2 separate regions of the Sus scrofa genome follow, and region 1 is linked to region 2. Evidence: chromatin contacts called from public HiChIP or PLAC-seq data. All regions are on one chromosome and are shown on one strand. Each heading gives the region's core, a stretch centred on a gene start, on an enhancer-like site or on the middle of the called end of the contact. The rest is flanking DNA. Distances are from core to core; before and after follow the strand shown. Region 1 overlaps KIF3C (kinesin-like protein KIF3C). Region 2 overlaps HADHB (hydroxyacyl-CoA dehydrogenase/3-ketoacyl-CoA thiolase/enoyl-CoA hydratase (trifunctional protein), beta subunit).

Region 1 (2,700 bases), core at 109-2,608, 280 kb after region 2:
AAATAAAAATCCCTGCAGGGTGGTCGAGATTGAAATGAGATGATGTGTGGGAGGCTGTAGGTCAATACTTGGCACAGAGGAGATGATCCAGAAATGGTTCCACTCCTACCAGTAAGCCAGTAGGATGATTGTGGGGGCTCTGGGGAAACCGGCTTGCCGTCATCCCTTAGAAGTGCCATAGAAGGACAATGCAGTGTGTTGCTTTTGTTTCAGATGTTGATTTATTTATTTATTTTATTTTATTTTTTTACTTTAGCACCACACCCACGGCATATGGAGGTTCCCAGGATAGGGGTCAAATCAGAGCTACAGCTGACCGCCTACACCACAGCCACAGCCACAGCAACACAGGATCCTTAACCCACTGAGTGAGGCCAGGGATCAAACCCGTATCCTCAAAGATACTAGTTGGATTCGTTTCCGCTGATCCATGACAGGAATTCCAGATTTTGATTTTTTTTATACAGGCTGCCTCCAAATTGAGAGAGGGAGAGAGAGGGAGAGGGAGCGAGGGAGAAGCCGGGGCGGGGGGGGGGGGGGGGGGGGAGAGGGAGAACGCCAGCGCATTCCTGGCTCTAAATAGAATCGGGATAGAAAGTTACACTGGTTTCATTACAGAGGCAACGTTTACCTCAGTCAGAACATTCTCAGCTCTGGGTTGAGTCCCTAGATTCATTCACAGGCCCAGGACAGCTGCAGAAGAATCTGCAACAGGGCACAGTGTCTGCCTTCCCAGGCAGGTTGTGGGCCGTGTGAAGGGCCCCTGGGAGAGGAGCGGGATCTTATTCGCGCAGGGGATGCTGCGAGGTGGACAGCTGACCTGCAGGGCCGAAGGGGCCCGATCATGCAGAAAAGTCGGATTTGCTGCGGCAGGTGCTTGTAAAGGACTTGGAAAATACATCCTGTGAGGCTGGCTGCTGGTTCTCAGGGCAGGAGAGGGAAGGCGGCGAGCTGACCGAGCTGGTAGTGAGATTGGGGTCAGCCTCTGCCGTGAGGCTGAGAGAGGGCTTTTTAACAGTAAGGGAAGAAAGAAGACTGTGATAGCAGCTGTGTCGAGGGAGGGTCCTAAGAGAACGCTGAAGGATCTGCTAAGCACAGGATAACTGGGTTTCTTTCGGCGGGGGTGGGGTGGGGGGATGAATACATGCAGAGCCAGGCCTCCACTCAGGGGCTGTCAGCCACAACTCGCTTACTACAAAGGGATCAATCAGGGCAAGAAGGCCTGGAGCAGAAGAGAGGACATGGGAAGTTCGGTGTCCCAGTTACAGACTCCCCTCCCCCACCCCCTTCTGCCTGCCCGCCACCCAGAATAGCCCTGGCATCTTTATTGGGTCAGGCTGCCAATTCACGCTCATCCACTGCTTTGCTCGCCCAGCCCTGTCCCCCTGTCCTGTTCCCAGAGCTTGCAGCCTGCAAGGGACATGCAGGCCCAGACTGTTCTGTGGGTGCTCCCTCAAAGACAGCCCAGCATCAGAAGAAGAGTATTTGGGAAGGTTCAGTTCTGAGCCTCTTCCCAGTTGTAGGACTTTGGACCCTAAAGGCACTTTGCTTTCTGAGCCTCTTGATCTGCCCTGTCTACACCTCAGGAGGTTGCTGTAAAGCTCCAGTGGGCATAGATGCTCCTTGCAATTGCCAAGTTGTTCTGTGACGGGTGTTCCTGCTCCCTCCCTCAGCGCTGCCGCTGTTCCTGGGCACAGCCCTCCCACCTCTCAGAGGGTGCGCAGCAGCAGAACAAACCGGGGCCTCTACAGCCTCATCCTTCCTTGTTTTCAGCTGTGAAGAGGGGTCAGCAGGGGCCCGACGTGGGATCCAGTGCTTTTGTATGTGCCCTTGGTTAAAAACCCCGAGAGTGTTGCTTCTCATTCCTCTGTGCTGCAGAAGGCAGGCGTTGCTCTGTCGGCTCCTGTACGGCTTGTTCTACTATTCAAGGACAGAATGTCCTATCTCTGAATTACCCAGCCTGTTTCTTCTCTTCTGTCTTCTAACTGTCTGCCTTTTGGCTTTTTTCATTGCTCATTTGTATCCCTGCTTGAAATTAGCACATGGAATTGAGAATAAATAGTCATCGCAGCTGCCATGTGTGGAGCCCTTCTGTGGGGTACTGTGCTGAGTGATTTTCTGGATTAATCTCAGCCATTCTGTTTGATAAGAATGAGATAGCTAGGCTCAGAGATCATAAGCCACTTCCCAAGGTAACAGAGCTCTAAGGGGTAGAGCCAAGTTCAAACGCAGATCTGTCTGACTCCAAATCCTGTACTTTTTTTTTTTTTTTTAACAAGAGAAATAAAAGCAAGTTTATTGACATGCATACCTTGTGTACACATGGAAGCTGCCCAGGGTAAAATGACAAACTCAGGAAATTCCTGTTGTGGCTCAGCGAGTTAAGAACTTGACATAGTGTCGGTGAGGATGCAGGCCTCACTTCGTGGATTAAGCATCCACTGAGTCACAGATGCGGTCACAGATGTGGCTCAGATGTGGCATTTCTGTGGCTGTGGCATAGGCCAGCAGCTGCAGCTCTGATTCAACCCCTAGCCTGAGAACTTCCATATAACACAGGTGCAAAATCCTGTATTTTTTTTTTAATGTAAATAACTCTCTTGTTTTCTGTCTTTTTTGTGTGTTTGCTTTGAGTAGTAAAATTCCTCACACTCCTTAAGTTGCTGAAAGTAAAATGTCTAACATACCATGAGTCGGCCA
Region 2 (2,700 bases), core at 141-2,640:
TTAACTACCCTCAGAATATAAGATCTACTATAAACGTTTCCAAAGCTGAGATGAAAGGGATTCAATGCTTCTTAATTGATTTTTAGCTTCATACGTACACGACTTGTACTATTTACCACATTTACCACTATGTGCCACAATCTATAAAAACAGAAATGTGTTACAAGTGTTCCTGCAACACGGCCCTACTGGCCTTTCTAGGTAGGCCTGATACAAAATGTTCAACACACTTTGCTGAAAACTGTCCCCCGGCAATTGCACATCAGCCTCTCAGTGTAAACCAACCCAAAAGGAAAATAGAGGCAAGTCTCGGGGGCTGGGGAGAACTTCCCAGTGGGGCAGGTGTAAAGGGCACTCAGGTCATAATAGCCTGATCCTCACGAGGCCCTTGGTAGCGTGTGCCACATCCTTGGCCCCAGCTGACTCTCAGGCCTGAAGGAACTTTAAATAGAAGTGGCTGCTAGTGAACCTTGTCCACATGCTTCTATTTAAAGTCTAAGTGGCTCTCCCGGCAAAGCTTATGCTCCTGGAAGTACAAAGAGGAGAAAGGAGGAAGATGCCTCTTAGTGAAGCTGGAGAGCAGGGAAATATGCTGAGGCCTTTCAGTAAAGTCAGGTTCCTGGGAATTCAGCACCAGAAGCCTTTCAGGATTCCATCATTATGTTATCAACACAGACAACAAATTCTTAAAAAATTCTCTAGCTCCAAGTAATGATAGCTTTTAGGTTACAGACAACTTTAGAGAAACATTCTTATAGCACAGCTCCTCAATTAAAATTTAGTATTAGTATTTGTCTCTGCCCTGATGCCTGGTACTTTAGATGGGACACTGCAGATTCACTGCAAAACTGAGTTGGAAAACATGCCAAATATAAGGAGTGCAAGTCGATGACATTCTGGAAAACTGCCTGAACCACAAGTGAGTCATGTCAATCAAAAACTAAGATTTTTTTCCAAAAAAAAAAGAAAAAAATCAGAAAAAAAAAAAACCCATCATGGCTTTAAGTGTTGGGATAGAATAGAAATGGAAAATTTAAACAGATTTAATATTTATTTTTTAAGTGCTCATCTAAGAGTCACTTTTTTTCAGATAATGAAAGTTAAAAAATGTATTACGAATAACTGATATACTCCTAAAATTGCCGTATTCAATACATTTAGAAGTGTAAAGGCTCAAGATAAAACCAAAAAAACAGGAGGGGTAAAAGCCTTCTTGTTCTTCTTTCCTGCCTAACAACACACAGTGGTTGATTTTTGTGAACTCCTGTAACACCTGTAACACTAGGGCTTCAGCAGTTTTAACGTTTACTGATAAGTGAAAAAACACGGGGCAAAACAAATACTTTCAATCCTGCTCATTTTCCCTTCTCTTAGCTGAAGTTATGGACGTTACTGCTCTTCCAACTATACTGAACACCATAACATGACAAGCACAAACTTGTCTCTGTGCTCTGGAGCTAACTTTATCCAGTCACTTTCAAAATGAAATAAAGCCCAGAAAATGTATTTGGACTATTTATTATGAAATGCCTGGAGGACATGCCACAGAAGTTTCCGAGGCCTGTGATTATCTCGTTTGTCCAATAAACACTACATGGAGCTTTGCCAAGTAGGGTAAAAGTAAACTCCTGTGAAATAGCTTTTAAAAAAAACCCGCCCTATGTGTCATCTAGTCAATGGAAACAAATGAATAAGCACAGCTACCTCTAACAAAAACCATACTATGAAATAAGTTCTTTGCAAAGTGTTGAAATTTTAAGTTAATTAAGAGGCCATGATACCTAACATCACTAAAAGTCACATTAGCCATGCTTTGCCATAATATCTATTTTCCTAAAAGAAAAACAAATGAACATAACCCAAACCAGCTCAAATAATTGATGTGATTTAGTGTATAGTATAAATACAGTATAAATACAGTGTATGTCATTTGATTTACAGTATAATTCTTTTATTTTTAAAATTTATTTGATTTATTTTGGCTGCACCCACAGCATGCAGAAATTCCCAAATCAGGGACCAAACCCACGGCACTGACATAGCCAGACTGCTAACCTGCTGAGCCATTAAGGGACTCCTATAGTTCTTTTAAATACAAAATAATTCAAGTAATAAAATCACATTTTAAGTCAAATGTAACTTCAACAAATTTTAACAGATTTAAAGAACAAATTTTATTAATTAAAATTTAAGTAGATCCTCCTATAAATCTCTTTAAACAATGTACGGTTTCTTTAACTCACCTCTCTAGCCACATTGCTTGTTTTCACTTCCTGTATAACTGTGCCAAAGACAAGATAATCAACAACGTCCTTTGGGACACTGGTCCGATGCAACAAACCCCTGAGAGCGGAAATCCAAAGCAAAGAAACATTTTACACATTCAAAATAATGTCACAGATCATCACATAAAACAATACAGTTCTTTAAAAAGGTTAACCTTGAATTTAAAGGAGTAAAGACTGTATCTTTTCCTTAATTTGATAAACATGCAGCACCATGTCAAAGAAATGACAAATGATTTACAAAGTCAAAAGGTGATGCTCTATTGGCAATGAGAAGTTAAATAGGAATAATTAAAAATAATTAGAATATATTCTATAAAAATTTTGAAACAAACAACAACAACAACAACAAAAAAAAGACAAAAAGACAAAAAAAAAAAAAAAAAAAAGAAAGGAGTTCCAGTCGTGGCGCAGT

The links. HiChIP or PLAC-seq counts read pairs in DNA pulled down with a chosen protein or histone mark.
Region 1: an H3K27ac HiChIP or PLAC-seq map of skeletal muscle shows a contact between it and region 2, with 5 times the contacts expected there. The contact joins two enhancer-like sites. A contact is called at or near these places in 3 of 47 Hi-C or Micro-C datasets (epiblast stem cells and skeletal muscle) and 2 of 2 datasets of contacts at active chromatin or transcription factors (alveolar macrophages and skeletal muscle).

What each region holds. Positions count from the first base shown.
Region 1 is chr3:113,005,768-113,008,467 of Sscrofa11.1, forward strand. The region is part of intron 8 of KIF3C (kinesin-like protein KIF3C); the gene reads left to right. Among named protein-coding and RNA genes, the nearest start is that of ASXL2, 38 kb to the right of the region's middle. Within about 2 kb of position 1,359, at least 24 of the 83 cell types and tissues checked have an H3K27ac peak or open chromatin away from gene starts, as enhancers often do. A contact at or near this core is called in skeletal muscle, where this site is marked.
Region 2 is chr3:112,727,466-112,730,165 of Sscrofa11.1, forward strand. It overlaps HADHB (hydroxyacyl-CoA dehydrogenase/3-ketoacyl-CoA thiolase/enoyl-CoA hydratase (trifunctional protein), beta subunit), which reads right to left. Exons shown (of 16, transcript NM_001348972.1): 6 at 2,244-2,343. Among named protein-coding and RNA genes, the nearest start is that of HADHB, 24 kb to the right of the region's middle. Within about 2 kb of position 1,391, at least 26 of the 83 cell types and tissues checked have an H3K27ac peak or open chromatin away from gene starts, as enhancers often do. A contact at or near this core is called in skeletal muscle, where this site is marked.